Linked DNA regions of Zea mays: regions 1 and 3 are each linked to region 2. Evidence: chromatin contacts called from public Hi-C data. All regions are on one chromosome and are shown on one strand. Each heading gives the region's core, a stretch centred on a gene start, on an enhancer-like site or on the middle of the called end of the contact. The rest is flanking DNA. Distances are from core to core; before and after follow the strand shown. Region 1 has its middle 34 kb from the start of LOC118473463. Region 2 holds the start of LOC103640187 (cation-transporting ATPase HMA5). Region 3 holds the start of LOC100284878 (metallopeptidase).

What was found. A called contact is a pair of places that touch in the nucleus more often than the background predicts.
Region 1: a contact with region 2 is called in a Hi-C map of ear, with 7 times the contacts expected there. The contact joins the enhancer-like site here to the promoter of LOC103640187 in region 2. A contact is called at or near these places in 9 of 25 Hi-C or Micro-C datasets (bundle sheath, ear, endosperm and 3 more).
Region 3: a contact with region 2 is called in a Hi-C map of bundle sheath, with 4 times the contacts expected there. The contact joins the promoter of LOC100284878 here to the promoter of LOC103640187 in region 2. A contact is called at or near these places in 14 of 25 Hi-C or Micro-C datasets (bundle sheath, ear, endosperm and 5 more) and 2 of 3 datasets of contacts at active chromatin or transcription factors (leaf and seedling).

What each region holds. Positions count from the first base shown.
Region 1 is chr9:114,752,631-114,757,514 of Zm-B73-REFERENCE-NAM-5.0, reverse strand. No RefSeq gene overlaps it. Among protein-coding and RNA genes, the nearest start is that of LOC118473463, 34 kb to the right of the region's middle. Within about 2 kb of position 1,309, at least 19 of the 20 cell types and tissues checked have an H3K27ac peak or open chromatin away from gene starts, as enhancers often do. A contact at or near this core is called in bundle sheath, ear, endosperm and 3 more, where this site is marked.
Region 2 is chr9:114,583,131-114,587,424 of Zm-B73-REFERENCE-NAM-5.0, reverse strand. It overlaps LOC103640187 (cation-transporting ATPase HMA5), which reads left to right and starts at 1,592. Exons shown (of 9, transcript XM_020543877.2): 1 at 1,592-2,108; 2 at 3,942-4,294. The coding sequence starts at 1,809.
Region 3 is chr9:114,427,849-114,432,288 of Zm-B73-REFERENCE-NAM-5.0, reverse strand. It overlaps LOC100284878 (metallopeptidase), which reads left to right and starts at 2,682. Exons shown (of 12, transcript NR_182120.1): 1 at 2,682-2,850; 2 at 2,978-3,075; 3 at 3,813-3,916; 4 at 4,029-4,113; 5 at 4,207-4,323.

The sequences.
Region 1 (4,884 bases), core at 60-2,559, 170 kb before region 2:
GGCGGTGCAGGAGGAGAGAGGGGGGGGACCGTGCCGGGCCTGGCGCGCGTTGTTGACCGCGGGGACGTCGTGATCCGGATCGATCCGAGGTCGGCCGGGGTCGCGTCCCGGCGTCCGAGTCCGCGACGCAGGAGCATGGGTGGAGTGGAGGGTGCGGGCGGGTGGACTGGACCACGCGCGCACGAACGCTTCGCTTCGCACCGCACCAATCGCTCGCGCCAACGCTTCAGTCCCGGACGTGTTCGGGTCTCGAGCCGAGACCCCCCGACGCGATGCCGTACACCGATGGTCCCTGACGTGTTGCCGGCCAATCACTAGTCGCCCCGCCCGGCGCCCGCACTGGGCAGCGGTGACCACACACACAGAGAAGGAAAAAAAAGACCACACACATGATGCCGCCTACCGGTGATGACACCATGTTATTACTACTTACTAGTAGTACTAGTAGTCCGCACGCATGACGCATGCATGCCTATCTACACCGATCGGCACATGAGCGAGCGAGCGAGTGATTAGGCACCGCTGGGGCCTGGGGCACACGCACTGCTGAACAAAAAGGCAGAAACTGACGACGGGCCGGCCGTACGGTCTCTCTCTCTCTCTCTCGCCCGTTTCAGCGAGCAGAGTTTCGCACGGCGACTATTGGCTATGTCCTGCCGGCCGGGGGGGCTCGACTCTCCTCCAGTCTCCACCCATCCATCTTTTCCTCCGCCTCGGCCTGAGATATCGTTATGGCCCAGCAAGATCCGCGACCTGTTTGCCCGGCCGGCCGGGCCACGGTGCTGGAGCGACGAGCGAGAGAAGGGCCCAAGAATGAGCCTACCACGCACGCACGCACGCACGTACGTACTGTACGTACTTGGCCAGCTGCCGCCGGTAGCGGGTTCAGCTGTACAGTCGTCGCTCGTGGTTATTACGGCGCGTGGTGGTTATGATGATGCTGGCCCGGCCCGTTTACTGTCACACGTGTGGTATGGTACAGCAGCACGGCACGGGGCACACGAGGACCCTCAAGCATTACGCTCACGCATAGTACTCCTGCGGCTCCTTGCTGTAGTGGTAACTGTCACATGCTGCGCCTATTCTTGCACCCACACCACACACAGCTTTTCGAGCTCGAGCGTTTTCATGAACCCGAAAACACAGGTCTACTACAATAGTACAACGGCAACGCAGCGAGCAGCAACTTCTTTTTTTTTTTCCCGCTCGCGCCGTCCGTCCGCGTCTCCAATGATTGACGGGTGCCATGGCAGCCGGGAGCCGCGCACTCGCGACGCCTGGTCCTGACCTGAAACCTGCGGAATCTACCCATCCATCACAAACACCACCACCCGCCCCTGCTGCACTGACCGTCCTGCGCCCCTCTGCCGCGGATGGTCTCGTCCCGACCCCGCTTTTCCCTACACAGCCTCCTGTCAGCTTTGCCACACATGCGACCTAATTAACCAAACCCACCACAGCAGTAGCAGCACAGCATATGCACGCTCGTTTCTCCCTGCAACCGCACACAATCATCGAAGCTAATACTGCACGTCTGCACCCCACACCTTTTTTTGTGTGTGTGTTGTTGATTTCATTTCATTGTCATACTCTGACTCGTATGAGTTAGCAGACTGCTACAGCTGGATAGAAGGTGGTACGTATCAGCTAACACTTGCTTGTTTAGAACTGCTACATTATATGCAGAAGTTGATATATCTCTACAACTTATTAAAGCGATAAGGGTAGACTGCCGTTCTGCCTTCGTTCAATCTGGATCGTCCATCGCTGTTGTTCAATCTGGATCGTCCATCGCCACACTAACCTGCTAGCCGCGGCCTCCTCACCCCGCCCCATCCGTGCGCAAAAAATCGACACAAGCTGACAATACCAAGAGCTGATTACACAAGCTGACTGCTTCCTCTGTAGCAGCAAGGTTTATAAGTTGCTACCGCAACCTTTGGCTGGCCGATATGGTACATTATATTTGCGCTGCGGTACGAGGCCCATCTATCAATTAAATTCCATAAGGCCCATCTAGGAAAAACCCTAGAGACTTCATCCCCGCAGGTAGTCACGCGGCGGCTCTCCTCCCCGCAGGCAGTCGCGTGGCGGCCTCATCCCCGCCGGCGAGCCTCCACTCCCCTCCGCTGGTACGCCTCTATCGCCGGTGGCCTCCCCCTCGGCAGACAGCCTCACCTCGTGTCTTCTCACCAGTCGCGCGGCCACCATCCCGCTGCTCTACGCACCGCGCAACAGTAACTGCTCTCCCCACGACCTATTCCATCCCGAGTTAGCGGACTCCCCCCTACCCTACTCAGGCCCACAACCTCCACTCCCGCACGCTTCCTCCTCTGCAGGACCTCCACTTCGCCTGGGTCAGCATGTATCCGATGATGATAAATGGTGAGCATGCGCGTACTCTGTGTTGCTCGAGAACGCTTCGCCGCCAGAGCTGGAAGAGGTCCACGGAGAGCCTGGACAACCCCATAGCCTCTCGACGCATTGCCAGGTCCGGTAAGTCCTCCGATGTCCCTTTCTATCACCTGCGTTCATGTATCATCTATTTTGTTGAATTAGTAGTGCAACAGACCACTGGAGTGTTTAATTTAATTGTCAAATGTTGTGTGTAGGTAAAGTTCTCCCATACCTGAGGATCACTTGATTTTTTTTTGTGCAAGCCATAAAGACCGGTGAATGTACCATCAAACTCAAAGAACTAAGTAGGTAAACAAACTTTGAGTGAAGCATGAGTCGAATTGGTGCATGCTCTGTTAGTTTTACATGAATTTTTGTTACTTATGGATCAGTGTCGGTTTGTGTGTTTTGGCCTTTCCTGCATGATTATTTTTAGGTGCCACCATGCATTGGTGTATTAAATAGAGCCCGGAGTTTTTGAAATATGTTACTTAGATTGTCATCTTTTGTTGTTTAAGATTGTTGCATACTTCCTTTGATTTACTTAGCCCGGAGTTTTTGAAATCTGTTACTTCGATTGATTGCAGGGTGGAGTGTTGGTTTGTGTGTTTTTGTAGTTTTGGTATGTTGTGCATGAATCTTTTCAGCTGCCATTCTCCTATAGGAGGACTAGATAATCAACTGAGAGCTCTGTTAGTTTGACTCAATGCTTGCAATTATTGTAATCTATACATTGACGATTTGTTGAATAAATGTATTGTACTATATTGGAATTACTACATCATCTGCATGTACAGGTTTTAATCGTTAAGTGATGGATAATATTAGTGGCACCTGGATGTTTTAATTTCTTTTTGGCTTCTGCATGAACATCAGTGCTTTCAAACAATGGTAAATGTAATTTACATAAGCATCAAAGTGATGGATAATTGTCACAGGGGAATAGAGCATTTTGTATAAGGAAAACCGAAGATAGATTGCTAATATCATGCATGAATAAGTGTAGAACTAAGTAGGTATACTGGAGTGTGGGTGGTCAATTGATGACAAGGTTTGTATTAGCACATATGAATGCATGATAACTCTTCTCTCCCCTGGTTTCTGTTTACTGTTCTTATCACTTTCTGATATTTGCTACGTGACACCTTATACAAAATGCTCTATTCAATATTAACTTGCTAACTTTGAAGTTATCATGCATTCATATGTGCATGTAGTGGTGTAGGTGCTATATGCACCTTTTACAAGTAGCCCTGTTTTTATGTACAACCCCATTGCTGTTGGTTTGTTGATGATATTTCTGTTAGATGAGTGATAAGTTTTCAATATACGTCGTATTGTGTAAGTGATAAAGATGAAATTTGGGCAAGCAAGAGTTACAGGAAAAAAGGAAAAGTTGGGTTCCTTTTTTCTCGGAAAAAAGATGGATTCCTTCTTTTTCTTGAACCAAAAATATTGGTTCCACACTTGTGATTTTAATGGTTAGATGACTGAAATTGTGTCTGAATATAGTTAGCTTGTTGAGCCAAAGTCAGAAGATGAAAATACATACTGCTAATGATGAAGCAGAAGCGTGGGGGTTGATGTAGTAATAGTAGTTACAAATAGCTTGAGAATGCAGCTATTTTCCAAGCAACTGATATTATGCATAAAGATAAAGAGATGTTTTTTCCACTGACATGGGCACACTATCAAGTATATTATTTTTAAGAACAATTCAAGTGGCGACATATCATGTATGACACATTCATACATGATTTGTTCTAAATGATTAACACTGCTATAAATGGGTAAAATCAGATTTGTGCTTTAAAACTCTCCAACAGTAAAAATCCCTCTCTTTCTTTAATCTTATTCTCAGACCTGTAAATAGTGTTCTGCTTCCTATCACTAACTGCAGCAGATAGATAAATTAGAATGTGCCAATTCACAAGCAAATAAAAAGGATTTGTTTTTCAAGTATCTCTATTCAATAGATTTGTTTTTCAAGTTTTTTCTCGAACCTACTCAATGTCCCAATCTATCTTCGGTTTTCTTTAAAAACAGGATTTGTTATTTGTTGTTTAGCTTACATGTTGGACTACTGCTTGCGACATTGGGAATTAAAAAAGTTTTATTTCTCTGTTTCATTTGCATTGTAAATCTCACCCTGATCATCGGGGCCTGTTTCCAAACCAAATTGTACTCTCACTCCAATGCACCCTTTGTACTAATTATTCTTGTGTTTTGTCTTAGAGTATCAGTCCAACATGATTTCGCACCTAACCTTCCAAATGCTTTTTTCCTAAAAGTGTACTGACCCAAGGTCTACTTCTCTTTGTTGGTCGTCAGGGAGCTGCGCAAGCGCAGCGGCCACCGGGAGGAGTCCTCGGTCCTCGGTCGCCAAGGACCTCTAAGGTGAGATAACCTACTCTTAGTTACCAATGCTTGTGTGTCTCCACCCCTAGTTTTTTCCAAATAGGTCTACTGCAACGTTTTAACAATTGT
Region 2 (4,294 bases), core at 343-2,842:
GTACGTGGACCGTTGAACACGTGCCTTTTCAGTTCGTGCTTGTCATCCGGGTGGCATTCTCATCAGGGCACGGCCGCACGGGTCTCCCGTCCCGTTACTCCGTTAGCATTAGCACAGACGCCAGCGCCCAGCGGTCCAACATATAGAACACACTACCCACATATACTAACATAATATGGCCACTATAAGACGGGGTATTTTATATTCTTCAGATTTCGCGTTATTTGTAAGGAACTGTGCTGCGATTTTGCATCTCTCTCTCTCTTTTATAATAGATCGAGTGTATGGACTTTGAAGTCAGGGTCTCACTTTTCGCATGAATCTGGTCGAAGCAAGGCTAAATAAAAAAACGTATATGTATAGCTGTTTCGCTGACGACCTACCGGTGGAAAGCTGGTTTAGCTCAACTTCTCCCTCCGCTCCACATGGATAGCCACGCTTCAAAATTCTAAACAACACACAAAACAGACAACATGTTTCTTCTTAACCACCGCGCTCGCTTTCCCACGTAAATTGTCCAACACCGTTTATTTCTTTTAAAAAATAAGAAATGAAAAAAAAATCAACAAGAAACTATTTTCCCAAAAGAATCCTATTTAATTTGGTGACAATGAGATCACGGGAGGATTGAAGGAGATTGAGGGGGAAATAAACTAATTCCCCCTTCAATCCCTCTAATTCCCCTATGATTCTTGGTCACCAAATCAGTCCTAAGGGCTACTTTGTAAACTTCAAATCCCCTTCGGGATTGGAGAAGATTGATGTGAAAATGAACTAATTTTCTTTCCAATCCCTTCAATTTTAAAAGAGATTTGAGTTTCTAAACTAGCCTTAAGAGAAAATAAACTAATTTCCCTTAGAAAATGAAAAACCTTGGAAAAAAGGGCTCACAAACTAACCTTAAAATAGAAATGATCTTGTCAGGTATCATTATCCACGTGAGCTAGACCGAAGCTCTGCTTTTGCTTCAAACACACAACTATTACCATCCACGTGAGCTAGATCAAGACTGTGTTTTTGCCTAAAACAGACAAAATTACCATTATCCACTTGGGCTCATGAGCTATACCAAAACCGTGATCTTATGCATAAGTGGAGGTTTAAACCTTTTAGTTGGCTCCATATCCACATCTACCTAACTAATAAAACATACATATTTTATAAAAAAACAAAAAATATATGTAAATAAGGTTTATCGTAGCAATGCACATACGTCTAACTAATATACAATTATGCAGCTGCACCTAGAATTCTAGGTTGACATGGAAGAGTGCTTTGCAATGCTGACGTCTGAATTCCACAAACCCGTCAGACATGAAACCAAGTCAGACGAAAGAGATAAGCCGTCTTAGATACCTGAAAAGTAAAAAAGGAAGAGATCAAATGGGAAAGTTGCCTCTCCCACATAAATCTACGAAGATACCAATGTATAAAATGTATAAAAGTAAAGAGTAATGAGGGTTTATTTAGATTTACACTTTTAAACGTTAGCTTTAAAAGTTGGAGAAAAATCCAAATCAATATTTTTTAAAAGAAGAAAAAGGAAGCTTACTCTTAAACTATAAAGCTCTGCTATAGAAATTTAAGATTTAGAACTGATTTTATATTACTAAGAGTATGGAGGGAATCCAAAAGCGCATACACATATCTACAAAGACCCGCGTGCTCTGCAAACCACCGCAATTTGGCCCACGACCGCCGCCTGTTTTCCCGGTTACATATATAAACTAGCCCCTCCTCGGCTCCTCGCAATTCGCCTCCCACCAAATATTCCTACCCCGCTGCTCCACCCCCTGCGTCTGACGGGCATGGCCCACCTGCAGCTCTCAGCGGTCGCCGGCGCCCGGCCGGCCGCCGCGGGCGGGCGCGGCGACGAGATGGAGGACGTCGCGCTGCTCGACTCGTACGACGAGGAGATGGGGCTGCCGCTGCCGGGTGCATCGGGCGCCGAGGCTGCGGAGGCGCACGTGCGCGTCACCGGCATGACGTGCTCCGCCTGCACCAGCGCCGTCGAGGCCGCCGTCTCCGCGCGCCGCGGAGTGAGGCGCGTCGCCGTGTCGTTGCTCCAGAACCGCGCCCACGTCATGTTCGATCCCGCGCTGGCCAAGGTGCTTACCGGTGCTCCTCTCCTCGCTTTGGTGTGGCGTATTTCGACGGGCGATGCGATCCTTGCGTACTCGCAACCGTTGAGTGGACGCGAGGCTCGTGCGGTTCCGTGGGAAGTTGGGAGCTCTCCCGTACGCTTGCGTGGTGGTATTTTTGTTTTGAATTGTCTGCGTTTTTTCCGGGTAACTTGTTCGTGTTTGACGATGGTTGGACTGCGTCTGCGTTTTTGCGTGTCAGAATACGAAACTGAATCGCGTGTGTGTCGAGCACTTGCTTCGTGCTATTGAGTGAATTGCATATGGGCGTTTTTTTTTTGCTTGAATTGAGAGTGCCTTGCCTTGTACAAAACTCGCTTGGGTGGTATTGTTTCATCGACCTCTGATTTGGTTGGTGGAGTAAATGCTGTATAAACTCTGAGAAATCAGGAGTTATAAGATTGGCTATTACGATGCTAAAAGTTTTTGCTCCTTTTGGCTTTCGTGATTTGGTGAGCTGTACCTTCGTTGGAAGCTCGTGATTGTCGATCGCCTGTGCATCGTGGGCATCGAAAGCTCAAAGCTGGCACGCGCTGAAGCAGTCATGGTACCAGGGGAAATGGGGCTCTTGGTGTACTACAATCACTTTGGATTGGTAGTTGAGCTAACGAGCTGCTGATTATGTCTTTCATGGGGAAAGAAATGCTGAACTCAACTTTCAGTTCAGGAAAGTTACACAAAAGAGAAGGGGCGAGATTTTACTTTGCTACGATAACAGCGAAGCTGAGTGTGTTTCGTGCACCATTCTGTTGTGGCACGCTAAATATGGTATTGTGGACGAATAGCTACTAAGGCCATTTGGTTAGAGGGACTTATCTTTAGTTCCTGTTTTTTAATCCCTATTTTGCCAGATCGGAAGGACTAATTGACTTTAGTTTCTAGTCCCTCACATGGGTTTGCTAAAAAGGACTAAAAGACAACATTTATTCTAATTGCCCTTGCCTAGAAAACCGGCGTGAAATAAGAAAAAAAGTATTTGAGTCTTTATGTGTTGCATTTAATATATTTAGAATTTATTTAGTCCTTACAACCAAACAGGGTAAGGACTAAAGTTTAGTTCCAACTTTAGTTTTAGTACTAATGGAACCAAACAGGGCCTAAGGATGTGTTTGTTTGGGATTATAATTTGCCTAGATTATATAATCTCATTTATTTTGAACTTTAATGAGATTACATAATCTAGGCAAATTATAATCCCAAACAAACACCTCCTAAGCTATGGACCTAAGCAATCTTGTACATTCTTGTAGGACCACTCCTGGCATAGTTACTAACTTCTCAAAAACACACCATTACTTGGGAACTAAAAGCTAATATATTATATTAGCATGCAATCTTCTATGATGTCCAATACTCCAGTTATGTACGGTAGCTTACACATTGTTATGTACTTTGTTTCACTATGTGTCAACAGGAGATCTACATTTTCAGTCTTTGTTAACAGAGAAGCCATTTTAGCCATGAAGTTCATTATTCCTGTGGAAAATAATAGATGTACATAATCTATTAAACTATGCCACTATGCTAGTTTTATTTTAATAATGATGTCCAATATGTTTACTTGGCTCACATATTTTCACTTTTGAGTCCTACTGCATCGCGTTTGAGCTAAATGGCAAGACACCTAACAATGCATGTGATGTGATCTGCATGCATGTTCTTCCACATCCACATATACTAAAGCCTTCTCCAGTTTATATGACTAACTCCTGAGAGGTGTTTGGTTTCACATCCAATCAATTAGCTTATTTTGGTCACTTCAATAAACACATCTTTATTTCTGGTGACTTACATTTTCAGGTAGAGGATATAATTGAAGCGATAGAAGATGCTGGATTTGAAGCAGAAATTATCCCTGAATCTGCTGTCTCTCAGCCTAAATCACAGAAGACTTTATCAGCACAATTCAGGATAGGGGGAATGACATGTGCCAATTGTGTAAATTCGGTTGAGGGTATCTTAAAAAAGCTACCTGGTGTTAAAGGAGCAGTCGTTGCCTTGGCAACCTCATTAGGGGAAGTTGAGTATATTCCTTCTGCCATTAGCAAAGATGAAATTGTTCAGGCCATCGAGGATGCTGGGTTTGAAGCAGCATTCTTGCAGAGTACTGAGCAAGATAAGGTTTTGCTGGGACTGATTGGTTTGCACACAGA
Region 3 (4,440 bases), core at 1,433-3,932, 160 kb after region 2:
AATGTTTGAACCTCCGTTCCGGGTATTAAATGTAGTCGGATTATAAAACTAATTTGTCAGCCGAAGATTAAAAGACGAGACGAATCTAGTCCAGTTGGTTGGGTCTATATTTCATACTCCTATTTAAAAGTCAAACGCTTGATGTGACCCGGGCTAAACATTAGTAGGAGCAACCAAACACCCCCTTAGAGACAAAAAAGATGTACTCCCTCCGTCCCAAAATACAAGTCATTCCAAGATTTTTGGAGAGTCAAAGTTTTTAAAGTTTGACCAAAGGTATATCGAGAATCATAAAGATTTATGGCACCGAATAGATATAGTATGGAAATATAATTAATGGAGAATCTAATGATATATATTTGATATCGTAAATGTTATTACTTTATTGTATAAATTTAGTCAAACTTAAAAACACTTTGACACTTCAAGAATCTTAGAATGACTTATATTTTAGGATAGATGGGGTATGTATCAGCGTAGCTCAAATGAATTGGTTAGATTTCTTACGATGAAACTATCCGTATAGATTCATGTTGTCGATTTCCTATGGTAGATTAGAGCACATTAATTATAACAAACGAGATGGATCAAATCGAGTTGGGACTGCGTGCGTGGGATGCACCATGAACGCTGTCCTCCATGCCCAGTGCCATTCCTACGTGGAATCATCTTACCCTTTTGATTGCTTGACAGCTCGAGCAGTCCAGATCCTTACGCTAGCTGAAAATATATTATATAGGCAACATACTCCAGAATCATATCTCTCTCGTCACATTCTCTAACCGGATTCTATTGTAGCGGTGTCGTGCGTACGTGCGCACACAACATTATTAGCAGGACCAGGGTAGTGACCGGACGAATGGGCGATCAGCAGACTGCAGTCTGCAGGCAGGTAAACTAATCACGAAGTTGAATGTCGGTGGTACTCCTAGTTCTACACTAGAGTGCGCTTGGTTGGACAAATAAGAGTGGATTAGCTAATAATGATGTAAAGGCTCCGTGTTACGAGCTTTCGATCCTGGGTTCGATTTTGATTCATATATAGGGATTTCCTACCATTCAGGGCTAGTTTGAGAGTGTTGGATAGGCTAAAATCATCTTCTTACTCAAAATTTAATAAGGAGAGGATTTTTAGCCCCTCCAATCCCCTCCGATTTTGTGACTCTTAAACTAGCCCTCAGTGGATCGGAGAGCATCTCCCCTCCCTCATGTGACAGTAAAAAAAAAGAGAGAGCGGATTAGCATATAGTCATCCATAGATTTAAGGATATAGACACCTTTGTTATCTGTTTAATTAAATGGATGGAATGCACTAGTTTTTAATGGATGGGAGTAGATAGAACGAGAATATTTCACTAACTGTATTTATATTATTTAAAAATAAAGTATATATATATTTATTAAGCAATTATACATTTTATCATGATAATCTATAATTACAAATAAATAGTTGGCATTATAATCATCTTAATTAGCAAAACATATGCAAGTTAATACATCACAATCTATCTTAATTAATATTCATAAAACGATTAAGCAATAATATATATAACATATACTGGTAATGTTTAATTATTTTACTAATAACAAATATTAGAAAAAAATATAGACGAGCTCACAGAGGTATCCAACATCTAACACCTAAGATTATATTCCCCGTATACGAGCATATTTATATCCAGGAACCAAGCACCGCTTATTCGTGTCGTCGATCAAGAATCAAAGACAGAGAGACGTGCCGTCGTTAGTGCCAGTCCGATCAGGTGCCCATGGCATATAGCAAGAGCGCCTAATCGATGCAAAACAATGACGTGTCCACCCACACCACGGACCCGGGGCTCATGCGTCTTCCTTCGCACCGCACCCTCGCGAGCCGCGACACAGATGACAGGATGCCACCGAGATCGTGCGGGGTCACGGACCGTGAGCTCTTTGGCCGCTGGGAGGTGGAAGCAGTAGACGGCAGAGCGCAGCGCAGGTCAGCAGTGGGCAGTGGCGGAATCCAACTCCAACACGTCCGTCCATGACACCATGCCCGTCGCACGTCAGTGTCAGTTGCGCACCAGCCACGGCGGGCTAGTGTGGTGTGGCTCCTGCCTCGCGCCGCCCTATCGGCCCCGCGAGTCATCTCGGACCCACACGTCAGGGACAGTCCACTCGTTGCGTTGCGTGGGCTAGTTGGTGGCTCGCTGGATTCCAGATTCCTCGTCGGCCAGCAGAGCCGGGAGTTTGCTGGTGTTTTTTAACCACCAGATTCTCTGCGCCACTCATTTTCATCTGCCCCGATGAGCCTTTCGCACTTGTGGACTTGTCTGCTTCTTCCTTTTCCCCGTGAGTGCGCGTGCTGCATGCATGCACCTGACTGCCTGCCCGCCCCTTGGTGTCCGTAACCAAAGGGGGCCGAGGGGGCGACGTGACGTGACCAAGGGACTGGGTTGCATTTGCATTGGTTGCCAAATGGAACGCCAACATCATCAGCAGCACAGGTCGCCAAAATCAAACCACCTCTGCGGCTGTGAATGAACACACAAACCAAGTTACCAAACTTTACATAAAAAAATAGTTAGCACGATTATGTTGTACTGTAACCAGACCCAGTGCACCGCGATCGACTGATGCGACCAGAGGAGCCGAAGCTTTGGGCGCGACTATAAAAGCATAAGCCAGCTCGCGCCTCCTCCACAACCCCTGTGGGAGGAGCCAGAGCCAGAGCCAGCCAGCCAGACACACAACCTCGGTCGGCGCGGCGGCTCAACCCAATGGCTCCTTCCTCCCTCCGCCCGCCGCGCCACCACCCGTCTCCCCTCGTCGTCCTCGCCATCGCCGTCCTCCTCGTCTTGCGCACCGCCGGTGGGTGCTTCGCTCTGTCGCCCCTGCAATCCCTTCGTTACCTTCTGCGATTTTTATTATCTGGAGCCGCCTTTCTCACCGGTGGTTTTTTTTGTGTGTGTATGTGTGTGTGACAAAAACTGATTAGATGGGCTGCCGGAGGCGGGAGGAGGAGGAGGAGGCGGCGGTCTGTACCGGGAGATTCTCAGGGACGAGACCGTGCAGAGGCTCAAGGAGCTGGGCAAGGTCAGGCAGGCCCTCCAACCCGTCCACTCGTTCGTTCCTGCCTAGCTCCTGGAATATTCGCCCTCTCGCGATCCGCTTTTCCGGCTCGGGATGCGGAATCCTGCGAGGTTGTTTTGGGCCGTTCGTTTACTTGGCAAAACCGGATAAGATGCAGACGCAGTTGCAGTTCAGTCGAGTTCTGTTTAGCGGCGCTGCGTGTTCTCAGTCTCACACGCGCGACTTAGTAGTAGAGTATTGAAGATCTCCGCGCGCGGTCAAAACACTCGAGATATCAGCTCGGGGAGCTCTGCTCCAGATTGCACCTCCCTTGGCTTCTTTTCTACTCGAATTGGTATCTTCAGTAAATCCTAAGACTCTGCACCGAAGCTGCTGATGTTTTTTTTTTGCTTTTCCCCCCTCGGGATAAACTGAGTATTTCATCTTGTAACGAATTATGTCCCATCAATCGTCCATCTTTTTACTGGGTACTGATTCTGTATCATACCCGTGCCTTGATCTCTGGTACAGAAAAAAAAGGACAACCTTCGATCGCTTGACTTAATGTACAGCAGTCTAGACAGTCTAAACAGCCGGCTTTTATCCTTACTATATAGATAGAGGTTGCTAAATGTTCGTGTTGCTTTCCTGAATTCTCAGTTACCCGGTGCGATCGATTTCTGGTTCCTAGCTGTCCTTTGGTTAGGCTTTAACATTTCAGCTTGTGTATCTCTTTTGACACGTCGTCTGATTCGAATCAGATATCTGATGGGGATGGCTACCTTGAAAGGACGTTTCTGAGTCCGGCCTCTATCAGAGCCACTGGTGTCATCGTCAGCTGGATGAAAGACGCTGGGCTTACGACGTACGTGTCTTCGCTTGCTTGCAGTCGTTTTCTCACGTACGCTCCGATCTTTGGCTAACTTACCCCCCCCCCCCCCCCCCCCCCCCCCCCCCCGTCTCTGCTCAACGTGAAGGTGGGTCGATCAGATGGGGAATATTCATGGTCGATATGAGCCGGCAAATTCTACCAGAGATGCCTTGTTGATTGGATCTCATATGGTGAGTCTATCTTCCTCTATCCGGTTATTTCAGTGTTTTGATGGCGATCCAATATTGCGACAACTGATACGATTTTCCTTGTTCAAAAAACAGGACACTGTCGTTGATGCTGGGATGTACGATGGAGCCTTGGGTATTATTTCAGCAATCTCAGCACTGAAGGTTTTGAAAGTTACGGGGAAACTCCAGAGGTTAACGAGACCAGTGGAGGTTAGAGAATTCTCTACTGCTTCCAGTATACTAAAGATGTTACTATAGTATCATATGTTAAATGTGTTTCTTTGCTCCACCGCAACTTGTGAATGGCCTTATACTATTCTCGCTCTC